6 separate regions of the Mus musculus genome follow, and all the other regions are linked to region 6. A link is a contact called in public ChIA-PET, Hi-C, capture Hi-C and promoter capture Hi-C data. All regions are on one chromosome and are shown on one strand. The core of a region is the stretch at or near the end of the contact, and the rest is flanking DNA. Distances in the headings are between cores, read along the strand shown.

Region 1 (2,881 bases), core at 84-2,583, 140 kb after region 6:
ACTGAAATACACATTAGCTACCTCTGCCTTCCTTTCCTCATCCATTCTTGTCTCATCATTGGAATCTTAGAGCACCTGCTACCTTCCCAATTCAGTTCTTCCATATAGAACTTACTCCCATCTACCACAACAGCCAAATTCACTCTAGCTTTGTCTTTTCTCATCTTGGTTGAGCTGAATCTTAAGTCCTATTTAACAGAGAACTGTGGAGATACCCTCTTCTACTTATCTGTTCTGAACCTACAGGTTCCAACTCCTTGGGGGATTGCCTAAAACTATCTGCATATCAGATATTTGCACACCAAGGTATTTTATATTTTTTGGGTTGGTTTAGCCAGAGAAGATGCATACAATGCTCAAGAGACTGAAGGCCCCAGGGAATGGGGAAGTCTGGTGGGATGGGGGGTAGGGGCTGGGGAATCCTATGGAGACACAGGGCTCAGGGAGTGGCTATGGGATTGGGAATACCCAGCGGTTGAATCAGGAGGGGATAAAACCTGGAGTGTAAGAAAAAGAAGATTAAATAAAAATTTTAAAAGAGAGAATAGAGGAGTGGAAACAGAGGTAGTCATGACAGTGGTCATTGTGACGAAAAATCAGCTGAAGAAATCCAGAGAACATCTGGAGCTGACACAGGGGTGTCAGAGAGAAAGTTACCCAGGGCTATGAGGAACTGAAGACTGAGATACTGCTGACTGACAACCAGGAACATTGCAGACAGCTGCCAATCCTTGAGGGTCAAGGACTAAGGCACCTCAGTCAATGAGCTGTGACACCAGCCACTCTCAAGGTGCCAGGATCACAAAGGCACTGTCTGTTTCCAACTGTCTTTGATCCACTGCTTTCAGAAGTTAATTATGAAAACTTCCAAATGCCAGGTTGGCAGTTGATGGTTAAATCCCAGAATAATAAGTCTCCAATCCAAAATCTCAGAGCCACAAGTCTCTGGCTTCTGAAGAGTTTGGCACTTGCAAACCCTGGGGATATTAGACTATTTCCTGGGTCTTGAGTACTTTACTACAATAAAAACTCCACCTTAGCTGTCCACGACTCCTATCTAAGTAGAGCAGAACCCTGCTTAGCTAGTTTTAACACCTTGGTATAGGTACACCATGCATGTGAGTTTTGTGTCTAGTGGCCAGTGTACATCCATTTGCTACAAAAGTCAAAAGGTTAGGACGTTCTTATTTAGTGAGATTTGTCAGAAAATCATGTGAGCCTGACTAAGCTGTGATTTTTTTTCATAGTGACCACAGTGTTTTCAGGAAGTTAAGAGGTTTCCCTAGCCAGGGAAATCGAAAATTAAGAACAAAACTGGGAGGAGTCCTGGCTGTTTCAGCACTGCTCACCCAAGGGAGACAGCACAGAGAGATAGCCAATGCTGCTCAAAAAACAACTCTGAGAGTGTCCTAATCACTAGTGCCTTCCTTTACACCCCACGCTTCAGTTTCTCATTTACTACCTGATCTACCTACCTACTCGAGCCAAGCAGGCCACTTCTTGTGTTGTTGAAGGTCTCAGGATCTGTACATCGCAGCAGAAATATCCAAGGAGGTGAGTTCTCTTTGTTTCTTAAATTTGTGGTCAGATCTATCTATGAAATATAAAGGAACAGAGAAAAAAATCAGTGTTGGGGGGTGAGGGGACCAGGGCTGGTCCCAGCTGCAATCACAGCGTTGAACCTGCTCTAGCTGGTTTCAAATGTTTCACTAGGAAGACAGCACATGTCAGAATAAAGGTGCCACCTCTACTCCTATGACTTTTCATGAGTTAGTGCTTATCAATGGTCTTCATTTATCTTCACTAGAGAAGACTTGGGAGCAAGGTGTTTGTGGTGAATGACTGTGTAAAAGACAAGACAGAAACAAGAAAAATGATAACTAAAATAATGTTAAATGAAAACCACACTTTAATATGAATATACTTTCCAGTTTTGTGAATATACAAAACTTGAGAACTCTCATTAGCCTGTAGAAGAAAATGTCCCACGTTTGTTAATACAGTTATTTAAATAGTGTCTTGACATTTTTATGTTTAGGTTTCCTCTTAGCTCCCTCTTGTATCAGATGTTAGAGTCAATATTTGTCATACTCTCCTCTTCATTCCATGCTGGAGGTGATTTCTAATGGGCTAAAGTTAATCTTGTTCATTGTTATTAATTTTTCCTAAAATTTTTCTAATATTTTTATCGTGTTTTGCCTAAGTTTTTAGTAGTTGAGATATGCATAAATTTAAAACCATAGTCATGATTAGTCAATGTCATTCCTGTTTATATATGTATTATTGCTTGTTATTATTACTGTTTGAAAAATAATTTCATTATCCAAGCCAGGTTTGCCTATAACTTGGCACATAGCTGAGGCCACCCTCATAGTTACAGTCTTTCTGCCTCTTCCTCTTTCTCTTCCTCTTCTGCCTCTGCCTCTGCCTCTGCCTCTGCCTCTGCCTCTGCCTCTGCCTCTGCCTCTGCCTCTGCCTCTGCCTCTGCCTCTGCCTCTGCCTCTGCCTCTGCCTCTGGAGGCCTTTAATCATAGACATCCACTACCATGCCCCTCTTAAATGTCTATGATTAACTTTGTATTTTACTATTTAATGTCATGAGAATGATGTAGTTATAAAACTAAAGTCTGTTATTATTTGGTAATTATATAATTAAAATTGTTTCATTTTCTTGGGTTGAAATTTTTCATTATTAAGTAGTGAGCCTCCAGGTTTTATGATAATTTCTTGGTTTTATGATAATTTCTTGGATGGTCCTTAACTATACTAGTGCAGAATTTTGGTGTTTTTAAATTACTCTTTCAGAGCCCGGCAGTGGTGGCACATGCCTTTAATCCCAGCAATTGGAAGGCAGAGGCAGGCAGATTTCTGAGTTCCAGGA
Region 2 (3,016 bases), core at 35-2,534, 250 kb after region 6:
CAGGAGTGGTTGGGTGTGTGAGGGAGTACCCTCATAGAGGCAGAGGAAGAGGGGATGAGATAGTAGGTTTGAAGAGGGGAAACTGGGAAGGTGGATAACATTTGAAATATAATAAAATAAAATAAAAATAAAAATAAATAAAAAAGAAGTACATCCCTTGATTGTTAAAAATAAGTAAAATCTTTTGCAGTGATTTAGAAAGTTTAGCTACAATAATTAATAAACTTAGTGAGCCTGGTCTAATGTTCACAGAACTTTGAAATCAATTAAGAGCTTCTATCCAAGTCCTCTGCTGTGGTACATATATTCTTTAAACTGTTCTATAAATGTGCAAGATACATGTGTTCTAATTGACCTTCCATCACTCTATTACACTTCACCATTAGAGAACCAAAAGGAAAATAAAATAACTTTCCTGATGGTAGAAATTAACAATGGAAATACCATCTTTAGAGAGGTGTGAAGAAAGAACAACACAGAATGGGCTTGGGAAATGGTTAAACCATTTTGTGTTTATATATTATGAACCTGAGAAACTTCCTACTACACATAGTGATAGGATATTAGAAAATTCATTTCATGTCCAGAGGCACTTTTCATTCACAATAATTTTTCATGCCACTATCTTGGCTTTTTCCCACTCACCCACATATCCCAGATAACCATGAACTCCCTATCCGAGCTAATTATAGCCTTCACATTATCCACTTATTCAGATTTATGCTTAAAAAGTTCATTAAACTATCTAAAATATGCAAAATGTTTTATTCTTAGCTCATTCCTCTGTGGTGGAGGACTAAAGATGTCTGCTATCTTTTTGAGTGACTGACCCTAATCCGGCTGCTGTGGGCTCACTGCTGAGTGCAGCAGGCACCAGATCAGCACTGCCTCCTCCACAAGAACCAGCAAAGGTCTTTTCACTGTCCTTGTTGTTTTTACAGATGTAGCCAATATCTACCATATCTACAGAAAACAGGTAGAACTCACCTTGCTGGATGTTTCTCTAGGGATGTAAAGCTGAGATCTTCTACAGGGCAGGACTAGAGGCTTCTCCACTCCTCTTCCTCCTCTTCTCTTTTGTCCTTCTTCTTCTTAAAGTTTGTTGGGGACAGGGAGGAGTTGGTGTGTGTGTGTGTGTGTGTGTGTGTGTGTGTGTGTGTGTGTGTGTGTATGTGTATGTGTGTAAGAAGATAAACCAATAAATCTCTTGGGAACTGGAAAATGTAATCTACAGAAATTCTCAGGTTAGACTCACTCCATGGACTGAGGCTTGCTGAATGTCTCAGCTGGGTGTTGTTTTGTTGGCAGAAGAGCTAAGAAACAGGAAGTTCCCCTCCCGGCAGAGTGCATCTCTTTCGATTTACTCAGAGATTGAAACTCAACAGTTTTCTTCCTGTATACCTTTTAGTCACCATAAGAAAGTCAGAGACAGTTACACTCCATTGATATGTTTTGCTTTTCTTACAAATCTTACAGGTACAAGAACCAAATATAAAAGCACTGCATCCAACAAACTCACAAGTGAGTCACCAGGAATGTGCTCTCTTTTGAATAAAGATGAACTCCCAAAAGGCAAAGCTAAGTCACCAGGTCTCTTTCTTTCCTGCTCAGGATGCAAATGGCAGCAGGAGAAATTGGCAATTGCTAGCTGCTCTTGAATGAATTTCAAAAAGAAAAAAAAAAAGAAAGAAAGAAAAAAAGCAAAGAAAAGAAAAGGAAAGAAAAAATCTGAGATGAAATTGCTTTTGGTTTAAACACTTCACTCCTTTGTTAGTTCCCTGGACTTTCCAGAGTACCATGCTGTTAGAAACATATGACTCCAATCTCACGTAAGCAGAAAGGATTTTGGCTTTAGCTTTCCTCTTTTCTGTTACTACTACTACTACTACTACTACTACTACTACTACTATTATTATTATTAATTTATTTACTTTCAAAGACAGTTTTACTGTGTAGTCTTGGCTGGCCAGGAACTCTCTCTGTAGACCAGGATCAGTTTAGATTTAAATCTTTTACCCAGCTTTGGAAAGTAGTATTCTTTAACTGGTGATTGCCTTAATTAAGAACTTTTAAAAATGTGCCATCATTTCATGTTTCCATCATTGGGAATTGGATTACCTTGAAGTATTTCTGAAACAATATAGATGACTAGAAACTGTGGATTTGCTGACTAGATGCCATTTTCACTAGTTTCTTAGACTACATAAAATACTAATTATTCCCAAAAAGGAGAGAAGGGGAAGGAAAGCCAGAGAGAAGCTTTTCTTGGGAGAGCTAAGCCACTGGACTTGTGCTGTGTCTCCACCATTGATTCTGGTTGCAGCCCTTTATTCATGGTGAATGGAGGTTGGAAAATACCATCTTTATCTTTCTTTTGTTTGGCCAATGTAGTTTTTCCTTTTCCTTTCTTCATCTTTTGAACTGATTTAGTAAAGAAAGCCCAGGGGAAGTTGATCCTACTGTTTCCGCTCAGCTCCTGCTTATGTCTCAGTGGATTTGCCTATCCCTGCTGCAGAAGCCCAACATAGCCACAAGGTAGCCAAAGGTACCAATCTGGGACAAGCACTGTGGACAGTATTTGTATGGATCATTCCAAATTACAGCATCAGAGAAAGAAATTATGGTTTAATTTGTGATGTGGCAAAGTGGTGATATTACACTTTGACTTCTTATCCCTGTTGTTGTTGTCATTTGGTAGTCGATGCAGGGTCTGACTATGGAGCCCAGGCCAGTCTCAAAATGTAGCTCTTCCTGCTCTGGCCTCCTGAGTGTAGGGATCACATGTATGTACACTATGCCTAATTTCATCATGTTTTCTTTATTGCCAATTGACTTTATGAAAGGGACTTGCTCATTATCTCTGAGATACAGTTTTACTTATAATTAGATATTATCGCACAGGATGAATACTAATAATGGAATCAAATAATAATTAAACACGAGTATTAACTTATTTAATGTTTTAATGAACTTTTCTTTAAATTAATTTTTACTTTTCACTATTTTATATAAAATT
Region 3 (3,181 bases), core at 40-2,539, 150 kb before region 6:
ACTTATCATGACTGCCCTCTGAAAGACTCAACAAGCAGCTAGTCAGATGCAGATATTGGTAGGCAGCCAATGAACAGAATCTGCTGACCCCTGAGGTTGAATTAGGGAAAAGCTGGAAGAAGATGAGGAGGAGGGTGACCCTGTAGGAGGACCAGCAGTTTCAATTAACCTAACCCCCCCGAGATCTCTCAGACACTGGACCACCAGCCAGGCAGCATACACCAGCTGATAGGAGGCCCCCAACACACATACAGCAGGGGACTGCCAGGACTGGTTTCAGTCAGAGATGATGTACCTAACCCACAAGTGACTGGAGTACCCAGGGAGTTTAGAGATCTGGTGGGGTTGGGGTTGGAGGGGACATCCTCATGGAGTCAGGGGAGCAGTGAGGAGGTATGGGATGTAAAATAATAAGAGGGTAGACCAGGAGGGGAATAAAATCTGAAGTGTAAAATAAAAGAATAATTTAAAAAAGAGAGAGAGAAAATAGAGTGGTGGAAGTGGCATAGAGGTGTCAGGGATAAAGACAAGCAGGGCTATGAAGAGCTGAAGCCTGAGATACTGTTGACTGACTTCCAGGTGCATACCGAACAGCTACCAGTCCTTAAGGGCCAAGAATTCTAGCACCTCAGTCAATGAGATATGACACCAGCCACTCTCAAGGTCCCAGAATCACAAAGGCACTTCCTGTTTGTTACTATCTTTCACCTGCTGCTTCCAGAAGTTGATTATAAACTCCCAAATTCTGAGCTGGCAGTTGTGGTTAAATCCCAGAACCATAAATCTCCAATCCAAAACCTCTCTAACTTCTGAAGGGTTTGGTGCTTGTAAATCCTGGATGTGTTAGACTATTTCCTAGGCCTTGAGTACTTTATTGCAATAAAAACTCCGACTCAGCGGTCCATGACTCCTATCTAAGTAGAGCAGAAGAACCTTGGTCAGGGAGTTTTAACACCTTGATCTGGGTACACCATGTATGTGAGTTTTGTGTCTGGTGGCCAGTGTATATATGACTGCTACAAAAGTCAAAAGGTTAGGACTTTCTTATTTAGTGAGATTCAACAGAAAAGAATGTGAGCCTGACTAAGCTGTGATTTTTTTTTCCCATAGTGACCACAGTGTTTAAGGGAAGCTAAGAGGTTTCCCAGGCCAGGGAAATTGAAAGCTATGAACAAAACTGGGAGGAGGCCTGGCTATTTCAGCACTCCTCACCCGAGGGAGACAGCACAGTGAGAGACACCCAGTGCTGCTCAAGAAGTGAAACAACTCTGAGAGTGTCCTAACCACTGGTGTCTTCATTTATACCCCATTTTTCACTTTCTCAGTTACTGAATTATCTGCCTACCTACTCAAACCAAGCAGGCCACTTCTGTTGTTGAAGATCTCAGCACCTGTACATTGCTGCCGAAATTCCAGGGAGGTGAGTCCTGTCTGTTTCTTAAATATATGATCATATCTATCTGTGGAATATAAAGGAACATAGAAAAAAATCAGTATTGGAGTTGGGGGGGGGGCGGTAGCCAGGGCTAGTACCAGCTGCACTCACAGCCTTGAACCTGCTGTAGCTGGTTTCTGATGCTTCACTAGGAAGATGGCAGATGACAGAATAAAGATGCCATCCCTATTCCCATAACTTTTCATGAGTTAGTGTTTAACACTGGTCTTCAACTATCTTCACTAGAGAAGGCATGGGAGCAAGGTGTTTGTGGTGAATGACTGTGTAAAAGACCAGACAGAAATGAGAAAAATGATAACTAAAATAATGTTAAATGAAAACCACACTTCAACATGAATATAGTATCTAGTTTTGTGAATATACAAAACTGAGATTTATACAAAACATGAAAACTCATTATCCTATAGAAGAAAATGTTCCAGTTTTGTGAATAAAGTTATTTAAATAGAGTGTCTTGACATTTTTATGTTTAGCTCTCCTCCTAGCTCCCTTATGTATGAGATGTTAGAGACAATATTTGCCATACTCTGTTCTTCATTCCACTCTGGAGGTGAACTCTAGTGGGCTAAAGTTAAACTTGTTCACTGTTACTATTTTTTTCTCAAATGTTTCAAATTTTTTATCGTGCTTTGCTTAAATTTTCAGTAGTTGAGATATGCATAAATTTGAAACCATAGTCATGATTACTCAGTGTCGTATTTGTTTAAATTTATGTTATTGCTTGTTATTATTATTGTTGTTTGAAAAATAATTTCATTATTGAATCCTGGTTTGCCTGGAAAGTGGTGCATAGCTGAGGCCAGTCTCAAACTTATACTCTCTGCCTCTGCCTCTGCCTCTGCCTCTGCCTCTGCAGCCCTTGAATCATAAACATCCACTACCATGTCCCTGTTAAATGTCTATGATTAATTTTGTATTTTACTACATAGTACTATTTACTGTCATGGGAGTAATGTAGTTATAAAACTAAAATCTGTTATAATTTGGTAATTATATAATTAAAATGGTTTCACTTTTCTTGGTTTGAAATCTTTCACTACTAAGCAGTGAGCCTCCAGGTTTTATGATAATTTCTTGGATGGTCCTTAGCTATATTAATGGAGGATTTTGGTGTCTTTAAATTACTCTTTCAGCATCAAATTTTTCTAATATTTTTGAAATCCATTAAATAGTATTTTGTCAGCAATCCCAAGGTATTCTTTTTTTTCTAAACCACTTTAAAAATTGTCTCATTTTGTGCTTTTGTTTTGTTTTGATCTGTTTTATTTTTATTTTTTTTTGACAAGGTCTCACACTATGTAACATTGCTCGGCTTAGAACTGACTATGTCGACCACGATGGCCTCAAATTTAGAGATTTTTAACAATCCCTGCCTTCTAAATGCTATATACTTTTATATTTTTATTTTAAAAGAGTTATTATTTTTCTACCTTATAGACCTTTATAAGGCATACTATAAAATCAATGTGCATATATAATGGGTAGTAGTCTAGTCCAAGTAACAAGCACTTCCACATCTTCAAAAATCACTAATTGTATGTGTTAGAATTTCATATTATGGGATGAGACTTATGGTGTGTTTTGATGTCCTTTATTAAACTTCTTCATGTTTCCCCTGTCGCTGCCTCTTCCTCATCTCTATTGACCACTCTTCCATTTCATTCTGCAAAGTTTATTTTTGTAAACAACTGAAACATGATGTATTTGTGTCCCTTTATCTGCCAT
Region 4 (3,057 bases), core at 83-2,582, 170 kb before region 6:
AACATTTGCGCAATGCTCTCTTCCAAAATCTTTAACTAATTTCAATATCTTCTTGGTCTTTCTTCAAAAATCCGGTCTGAAACATTAACACATAGCCAGACCAGATTCTAGAAATTAAACCAACTCACTTTCTAACTAAGTTCCATCTGCCTGAGAAAAGGTGAACGTCATTTTGTTTCTTCCCCTTCAAATCTGTGTCCTCACCCACTCCTACGTTGGTAGGTTCAGGGACTATATTTGTCTTACAACATTTTACAATGTGTCCTAATGAAAGATTTCATGAGTTGAAAATTTGACATATCATCGAAACAACTAGTTAATTGTCTATACAATAAGCAGGGAAATCTTTCAATTTTCATATGATGGAATACAATAAACCTAGCAGACTTCAAGTCATTTCAGCACAGCATTAATCCTCTGTGTGACCCTCTTAAAAGCCTCTTTTACTTCCTTATTGCGAAGAGTATAAATAATAGGGTTGAAGAAAGGGGTGAGCAAAGTATATACCAAGGCAATAAGCTTGTCTCTGCCTTCAGCTCGAATCTCTGGTGGGCCCACATAGACAATGAAGGCAGAGCCAAAGAACAGTGTCACTACGGTTATATGGGAGGAACAGGTGGAAAAGGCTTTTGCACGACTAGCAGCTGAAGGCAGCTTCAGCACAGCTCTCACAATACCTCCATAGAGTCCCAAGATGAAAGTAAGATTGCATGTATTGATCATGCCAATCACTGCAATATAAAGCCGAGCATGCCAGCTAGTGTCCACACATGCCAACTGCATCACTGGTGCCAGGTCACAAAAGTAATGGGCCACCTCTTTCAAACAATAAGGTAAAGAGGCAGTGAGACCTGCAGGCACCAGGGCAGCTGAAAAACCAGCCAACCATGTAACCCCAACTAACTGTTTCTGTACCTGTCTGCTCATGAGTGCATGGTAGTGCAGTGGACGACAGATAGCAAGGTAGCGGTCCAGAGCCATGACACCTAGCAGGTAGCACTCGGTCATGCCCAAGGAGTGGAAGACATACAGCTGGACAAAGCATGCAGACGAGGGGATGGGTGAAGGCCCATGGAGCAAGGTATGCAGCAAGGTGGGCACTGTGGTGCTGACATACCAGAGTTCCAGGAAGGAGAGGACACTGATAAAGAAGTACATGGGAGTGGACAGCCCTGAATCTGCCTGGATCAAGACAATGATGAACAAGTTCCCTGCCAGTGTGAGGAGATAGATGCACAGGGTTCCAAAAACTGCAAGATGTTGCAGGGTGCCAGAGGTAGTGAAACCAGCAAGGATGAAGGTCCGTGTCCAGGTATAGTTGACATGATCCATGATTCCTGGGAATGAAAGAAAAAGGCAGTAAATAATCACCTTTATGTTTTTCCTCTGGACAATGTTCCCCAGAGACCAAAGTATAGAACACACAAGTCAAAATCACATATTGTCTACTCAATCCATTCCATCTACAGGATGAAAGAGGATTTGACTACTAGTAGTCAGAAGTGGTTTGTTTAATATCTGTTGGTGACAGTGGCCACATAGAATTATTGTTTTAATTCACAGAACAACATTTGTAGACTATGGCAGCAGTCAGGCCTAAGATTTTCTCCTCTCTGCTTTGCCAAAAAAAAAAAAAAAAAAAAGAAAAAAAAAGAAAAAGAAAAAAGAAAAAAAAGAAAAAAAAGAAAAATCCCAACAAATAAAATGATAGGAAAATTCTGCTTCTTTCTCCTACCATTCCTAGTTAAGTGCTCCCATGATAATTCGAAATTATGATCCTTATTGTATACTGGATTCAACAACTAGGATATAGTAGGAAAAGGAGACTTATGTTCATTCATTAACATCTAAGTCTTATTGGGGGTTCTCCAGGTTTGTTTAGAACTCATCAAGGTTCTTATCAAAGGTGGAAAGAGAAAATGATGGACAAGAAACAAGGCTATCTTAGGAACATATCTCAAAGCTGAATACTTTTGGGAAACATGAATAATCCATTGGCTAAGAGGATGTGTTTTCTGGAAGTATTCTAGTGGGAGATACACTTCAGAATACTGCAGTGGGTAGGAGAAAGGGAGAAGTACAAAGCAAAGCCCCTATGAGATGTGTCAAGAGGTGCTAAAGTAGTACAAGCAATGCCTTATTTCAGGAGTCGTATTTCCTCATTTGTCTTCACCACCAACTCAACGTGAATCTTGATCCAAACCAACACTTCCTCTGTGGCTGAAGTCCTGTAACTGAAGAAGTTTAAGTTACAGGTTCCCGAAGTTTCTGACGTGGTAATAGCTTATGATTCTCTAGTTATTGATTGATTTGTACTAGGTTCCTCATGGACAGCCTTTATTAATATCTGCAGAATGTCATGCTCATACTCAAATGGAAATTATTCAGAAAAGGTCAATTATTCAGCTGCCTCCTGCTGCTTTTTTTTTTTTTTTTTTTGCTGTTCTTACCTCTTGTGTGCCACCTCCAACCATTACCTCATTCTTTTGGTTACAACAGAACTAGTCTCATTCTTCTTGGTATCACTTCTATCCCAAGACACTCCCTTATTTATAATTCCTGCTCCTGGAAACAAAGCTCTCCCACAAACTCCTTAATAAACGTTCCCTGAGGTTACTATGACTAACTCTCAGTATGGATCCCTCTGGGGCAAGAAGTGAGGCCCACAGAAATGAGTCAGATGAGATGTGTGTGTCTCGCCAATGACTTACCTCTGCATCTACACTTTGGAGTTCTGCAATCTAATCCAGGGATATTGCCTGTCTTGCAATGACCATATAACATGACATTAAGGAAACAATCTAGTACTCATATCTTCATTCACACATAAAGAATAACAACTTTAGGAAAGGGGAATTGCTTTGCCCCTTTAAAATTACACTTGCCTGGAGATTTGCCATCATTCTGCATCATTTGCCTTATGACTTAACAACCTAATCCACACGGTAGCTTTTTGTTTTCTGCTGAATGACCCTATTTCTTCCTTCATACCATCACCTCATACTGCAGTGGCCATAATGGGTTCTCTGGTCCAATGTTCTGCAGATATTAATAAAG
Region 5 (2,849 bases), core at 280-2,779, 210 kb after region 6:
GAGTCATAAAGAGAAGACAAGAAAAGTAATGCAGATGTCCCATAAAAGAAGTAGTCATAATAAAATCCAGAAAAATGTGTCCTCAACCTACCCTAGAGGACCTAACACAATTTGTTAATTAACATCTTTTGTCAAATTTTCTTTAACACATGCATCTAAAGGTTACCATTAAGACATGCATTCATGGAAATTATAAAATAAATCTTTTTTATAGTAACTAATAGCCAATTTTTCTATATTAGCATTGTCTTAATTAGAACCAAAAATAAAAATTCTTCTCAGAAAACCAAAAGAATGAAAATAGTTTACCTCCTAAAAATAGAAAAGTGTTTTAATAATAGAAAGTCTAATAATAACTTAAGAATCAAATTTTTATGCATGTTTTATTTATCTTAATTTAAAAAAGAACAGGGTTGTAACTTTGTAAAATCTTAGAAAGTCTGGGCAGCATAATTAATACACCTAATAAGTGATAGATCAACCATAGTGCGCAGAGAGACTGCAGAAGAGTCTAAAAGTGTGAAGTATACATCTAGTTCTGATGAACCCTCCAACTCTTTTCTAAATCTTACCACCAGAAGACAAAATCAAAGAAAACTAAAAGACAAATAAACCAAAGCAATTAACTTCCAGGATGATAGAGACTAACAATGTCTACAATATCATCATATCCACTTAAAGTAGAAGTGAATGAATACCATGTAATGTGCTTCTTGAGTCAATAAAACCCCAGGTTTGCAATCACTGTGAATCTGGGACACCTTTGACCACATATGCCCATTGGTGCCCAGACTATGTATGGTTGCAATACTAGATAATGCAGCCTGAGAGCTAGATGCATTTTTCACTGGGTATTATTACCTCATGACAATTTTTCCTGTCACAAACACATCCTTTGCCCAGCCATTCACTACAACCACCAGGTTCCAAGCACTCTCCAGCCAAGAAAACTAAAGCTATCTATTTCTTATTATTCACTTACCCTGGCTTACCTCTAAAGAGTATATTTTATAATCTGAAATATGCCTGTTTTCCAGTCAGTCTTACTGGTGGAGGAATCAGGATGCCTAGCATCATTATGAGCCAAGGACCTGAATTCAGATACTGCAGATTCACTGCTCAGTGTAGCAGCCACCAGCTTGGCTTCCTTCTCTCTCAACCTAAAGATCAACAGGGATTTCACCTGTAGTCTTGTGCATTCATAGAGAAAGCACGGGGAGGACTCACCTCTTCAGAAAATTCTTCAGTGGTATCCAGCCTTTGCAGGGCAGGAAGCAGTGAGTGAGTGAGCAAGTGAGTGAGTGAGTGAGTGTGTGTCTGTGTCTGTGTCTGTGTATGTGTGTGTGTCTGTGTGTGTCTGTGTCTGTGTGTGAGTGTGTGTGTGAAGAGCAAATAGTAAATCTCTCAGAAGGTGATCCAGAGGATTTTGTAATCTCCTGAAATTCTGAGACAATGAAGTGTTTTCAGAGAGAGATGGAAAGCTGACACTGGGTAGAGTCACTGCACAGCTGCTCAGACTGAGGGGAACTGGTTTCTCATCCTGTGCTACTTTGTGGGGAGTGGACAAGGTTCATAGCTTTCGATTTCCTCAGAGACGGAAACTCAAGAGTTTCCTTCCTGTAAACAATTACCAAAAAAGTCAAAGAGAGCTAGTTACACTCAGGATGTTTCTTGCAAATCTTCATAGGTACAAGATTTAGATTTATAATCCTCATGTCCTACAGGCTTGCAAAAGGATCCCTAGGAACCTTCATTCCTTTGAATGAAGGTGAAAACTTAGACCAAAAAAGCCAAGTCACCCAGCCTCTTCTTTCTTTTCTGCTCAGGACAGAGTCAGTATCAGGAGATCTTTGCTGTGTCAGTTGCCAGCTGCATGTGAATGGGTTTCAAGGAAAATCTGAGATGAAACAGCTCCTGGTTTAAGTCATTCCTGTAGCATCTATGCATCCATTAGTAGCTCCCAAGACCTAGACTTGCCAGAGCATAATGTTACAAACACACAACTCCAAGCTGCAACCTCAAATAAATAGAAAGGCATTTGGCATTATCCACCTCCCTCCTGATTATAGAACTAAGCTGTCCTCCTTCAATGGTGAAGTTAATGTTTCCTCAGTGTTTCTACATTATTCACTGGTAAGCACAGGGAAACCTGGGGCCTGGGAGACAGTGGGAAACCTCGAGTTTTGATTGAGATTATGGGCTGATATAATGCTTGTCCTGCTGCATTTTTCTGGGATGGAGAATTCAAGGATTAACATTTGTTGTGATCCTGAAACATGGAACAAATGGCATCAAGCAGCAGATAATGGTATGCAAGCCTACCAACTGGTCTAAAAAAGAGGATAATGCCATAGCTAGGTAACCAGTCACCTGGATGAAAACAATGGGAGTTAAATTTCTTTCCAACTGCTAGTCTTGGGCAACTTCCAGATGTCTCTGCCTTTGATAGTAGAACAGTTGGGGGAATCACTATCCCTGTCGTCAAGCTTTCCTACAGAGCAATAGTGATTCAACCTGCATGTTATTGGTACAGAGACAGACATGTTGATCAATGGAATAAAAATGACAACCCAGAAATAAAACCACACGCTTCCCATCACTTGATCTTGACAAGCCAAAATTATACAATGGAAAAAAAGAAAGCATTTCAAAAACGCGTGTTAGTCTAACTGGCTGTGTGTATGTAGAATGAAAATTGACCCATATTTATCACCTTGCACAAAGCTCAAGTCTAATTAGATCAAGGACCTCAACATAAAATCAGATACACTGAATCTAATAGAAGAGATAATGGGAAAGAGCCTTGAACTCTTTGGCACAGGGGGATATTTCCTAAACAGAACTCCAAT
Region 6 (2,813 bases), core at 261-2,760:
ATGATTTTCTACCCAGGTAAATCTGTGGACCCTGCCAGATGAGTGATGGTATCCCTGGAATTGCACTGCTTCTATATTGATTTTAAAGCTTCCTATAAAGCATCCAGTAGTAGTTGGTGTCCTTTTTCCCCATGTCTCACTATAACAATAGTACAGACACCATCCACTATCCTACAAAGGAAGAAACAGTCAGTCAAACACTGCTTTAAGCTCTGAAGCTACCAGATGTTCAGCTTTTTTCCTTGAGTTTCCAAGGCTTCATCTGCTAGCACTACATAGCCCACAATCTGCTGTCTTTTCCCATTAAAAATATCTCAGGGGTCATTTTCTTAATCAGTTATAGAGGACAGTGAAGCTATAGTATAGAGGGCAGTTACGCCCAATTACTTTTTTTTTTTAAGCTGAGGTTGAAGTTGTATGTTTCTTATAACACTATGCTCTGGGAAAATATGGCCTAGGAACCACTAATGAATTAATGAATGGATGCTTTGGAAAGTGCTTAAACCAAAAGTGATCCATCACACATATTTCCCTATTCAGGAAATGCTCAAGCAAGTACTGTTGTGGTCTGCAGATCACAGCACAAAGCACCCAGAAACGGATCTCAGTTAAACAGGGCTGGTTTATTGAACACACACCCCAAGACTGATTGAACAGGGGCTCAATTCAGATACAAGAGCTATTTTCCAGGGTCAGTTAATATAGGCAGAAAATCATAATGAGCTCATAAGCGGGTGAGGGGAGGGCTGTAGGGTGGTCAACCTTTTTCCAAGTCTTTTTTTTTTCAAGCTGTCCTCTATCTTTCTTTGCTCTGAGTGAAGGCTATGGGTTGGGAATTTCTGATGATGATGATGACTGTTGAAGCCTCAGAATATGGTCAAATTGACCTTTCTTTCAGTCAAACTTTTTCTTTTAATTTTTAAAATGTTTTTATCTTCTTTTTTTTCTTTTTCTTTTTATTAGATGTTTTCTTTATTTACATTTAGGATGTTATCCCCTTTCCTGGTTTCCCCACTGAAGACTCCCTATCCCCTCCTCCCTCCATCTGCTCACGAACCAACCCACACTGGCTTCCTGGCCCTGGCATTCCCCAATATTGGCTGTGCCTACAGTCAAGCTGCTTTTGTGTCAAACAAGCTGGCAGGCATGAAACAAAAGTATTACAGCTGAGCTAGCAGGCTTCATCAAATCCAAGGAACAACAGACTCTCAGGCGCTCCCCTCTGACCACTTTCATACTGAGCAAACAAAGAAGGGTGAGGTGGCTGAGTGACTTGCTTGTATCTCCTTGTGATTCATCTTCTTTCAGATGAGAGTGATTCCTAGTGACCCACCCTTAAGTCTACTGGACATAAAACATGCAGTGTTGCAATTTCTCTCTCTCCTGTGTGTGTTTGTGTGTGTGTGTGTGTGTGCTTCTTTCTAGAAATTACATTAATAACAGGAAATAAAGTGCTCTATTTTAAGAGCTGGGGAAATCGAAAGCTATGAACAGTGCTGGGAGGAGCCCAATTTCATCTTAAGTCTCCCCAGGAAGACAGCACACTGTAAGGCATCCAGCCCTGCTAAAGCTAGAAACTTACTTTAACCAGTTCTCTTGCCCCCCTCCCTGTTATTTTGTAAATACTACATTTTCTCAGCATTTAATGAGATTGCAATGCATTCTGGTGTACTTTTTTGAGTCATTTCTCTTTCTACTCAAAACAGAGAAACCCCATTTCCTGACTTGCTGAAGATTTATCATCTGAACATTGCTGAGAAATTTCCACGGAGGTAAGTCTCTCCCCTTTTATATATAGAAGAGATAGCTCCATGAAACCCACAAGAACATAGGGGATCAGTGTGGTTCTTCCCAGTGGCTGGTGGGGAGAGCACAGATTGTTCAACTGCCAGCAGGGCAGTGAACCTGCTGCAACAGGTTCTGATACCGCATTCAGGATGATGACAGCATCTTTCTTTCTCCATTCCTCGAGCTTGAGGTAAGAAAACATGAGCTTTGATTAGTGCAGGTTATAAAATTAGCTTTCTAAGTATAAGTGTCAATAAATGGAAAACAAGAAGGCTTCAGTAGCCTGGGCTGGGCGGTGCAGGGGAATCTGGTGGCTGGACTGAGTAAAAGACAGGTTAGTGATATAAAAAATTACTGTGATATAATATTCAGTGAAAAATGCATTTGAACAAGTAGCTTCATCATCTGGTCTTATTTTAACATTAGACAGCATGAGAACTAGTGGACATGTGCAGTACAACGTTCCTAAGAATCACAAATACAGTTATTCAAATACTTCCTGTTTCAATATGCATATGTAACTCTTTCTTTCTCTCCCCTTCAAAAAAGGGAGTAAGAATAGTATTTAGTCACTGATAGAAACTTTTTGTCATCATGAAAGTTATTCTTTTTATAGGCTAAATTTTATTTATTTTTGTTTTTATTTTGTTGTCATAAAATATAGGGAGTATGAAGGTCAGTTACATACAATCATTTCTGTTGTCCACTTGGTTTACTTTTAGGATATTTTAAAGGCTTTCTGTATCCTCTGGCATAGGACTCCGTGTGTACTCAAACTTTGTAATTCAAATGTCAATTTGAGATTTGTACCTGAATTAGACCTGTGTTGCTAAGTTTCTCAGTTATACTACTCAAACTTTCCAAATTTTTCCAGATCTTTTTACCCTACTCAGTAGTGACTACACTGTCATATTAACTGTAAACCTGTGGGTTCTCCTTTTTATCTTTTTAAAAAAAGTACAGATTTGTGTGCTCTCACAGATATTGAATGGATGTGATGTATATGTATGTGTATGGATACGTGT

What was found. Promoter capture Hi-C pulls out the DNA fragments that hold promoters and counts their contacts. Hi-C and Micro-C count contacts between places; a contact is called where the count stands out from the background. ChIA-PET counts read pairs in DNA pulled down with a chosen protein or histone mark. Capture Hi-C pulls out chosen DNA fragments and counts their contacts.
Region 1: a promoter capture Hi-C map of macrophages shows a contact between it and region 6, with 9 read pairs. The contact joins the promoter of Ifi207 here to the promoter of Mndal in region 6. A contact is called at or near these places in 1 of 39 promoter capture datasets (macrophages), 1 of 484 Hi-C or Micro-C datasets (bone marrow-derived macrophages), 2 of 115 datasets of contacts at active chromatin or transcription factors (bone marrow-derived macrophages and embryonic stem cells) and 3 of 9 other capture datasets (adipose tissue, liver and macrophages).
Region 2: a Hi-C map of B cells shows a contact between it and region 6, with 17 read pairs. The contact joins the promoter of Ifi209 here to the promoter of Mndal in region 6. A contact is called at or near these places in 1 of 484 Hi-C or Micro-C datasets (B cells), 1 of 115 datasets of contacts at active chromatin or transcription factors (memory CD8 T cells) and 2 of 9 other capture datasets (adipose tissue and liver).
Region 3: a capture Hi-C map of macrophages shows a contact between it and region 6, with 2.5 times the contacts expected there. The contact joins the promoter of Ifi205 here to the promoter of Mndal in region 6. A contact is called at or near these places in 2 of 39 promoter capture datasets (the HPC-7 cell line and macrophages), 1 of 484 Hi-C or Micro-C datasets (B cells), 1 of 115 datasets of contacts at active chromatin or transcription factors (embryonic stem cells) and 4 of 9 other capture datasets (adipose tissue, liver, macrophages and 1 more).
Region 4: a contact with region 6 is called in a promoter capture Hi-C map of macrophages, with 6 read pairs. The contact joins the promoter of Olfr432 here to the promoter of Mndal in region 6. A contact is called at or near these places in 7 of 39 promoter capture datasets (the 3T3-L1 cell line, 3T3-L1-derived adipocytes, the HPC-7 cell line and 3 more), 1 of 484 Hi-C or Micro-C datasets (B cells), 2 of 115 datasets of contacts at active chromatin or transcription factors (CD8 T cells and bone marrow-derived macrophages) and 4 of 9 other capture datasets (adipose tissue, liver, macrophages and 1 more).
Region 5: a contact with region 6 is called in an RNA polymerase II ChIA-PET map of memory CD8 T cells, with 28 read pairs. The contact joins the promoter of Ifi208 here to the promoter of Mndal in region 6. A contact is called at or near these places in 3 of 115 datasets of contacts at active chromatin or transcription factors (the 230-238 cell line, effector CD8 T cells and memory CD8 T cells) and 3 of 9 other capture datasets (adipose tissue, liver and pancreatic islet).

What each region holds. Positions count from the first base shown.
Region 1 is chr1:173,740,261-173,743,141 of GRCm38.p6, reverse strand. It overlaps Ifi207 (interferon activated gene 207), which reads left to right and starts at 1,333. Exons shown (of 8, transcript NM_001204910.1): 1 at 1,333-1,554.
Region 2 is chr1:173,629,127-173,632,142 of GRCm38.p6, reverse strand. Ifi209 (interferon activated gene 209) reads right to left here and starts at 1,284. Exons shown (of 7, transcript NM_175026.3): 1 at 988-1,284.
Region 3 is chr1:174,029,863-174,033,043 of GRCm38.p6, reverse strand. Ifi205 (interferon activated gene 205) reads left to right here and starts at 1,289. Exons shown (of 7, transcript NM_172648.3): 1 at 1,289-1,420.
Region 4 is chr1:174,048,650-174,051,706 of GRCm38.p6, reverse strand. Olfr432 (olfactory receptor 432) reads right to left here and starts at 1,332. Exons shown (of 1, transcript NM_146716.2): 1 at 394-1,332. The coding sequence starts at 1,332. The coding sequence ends at 394. It also overlaps the pseudogene Olfr431-ps1.
Region 5 is chr1:173,672,345-173,675,193 of GRCm38.p6, reverse strand. Ifi208 (interferon activated gene 208) reads right to left here and starts at 1,529. Exons shown (of 7, transcript NM_001162938.2): 1 at 1,228-1,529.
Region 6 is chr1:173,878,884-173,881,696 of GRCm38.p6, reverse strand. It overlaps Mndal (myeloid nuclear differentiation antigen like), which reads left to right and starts at 1,510. Exons shown (of 10, transcript NM_001170853.1): 1 at 1,510-1,546; 2 at 1,707-1,772.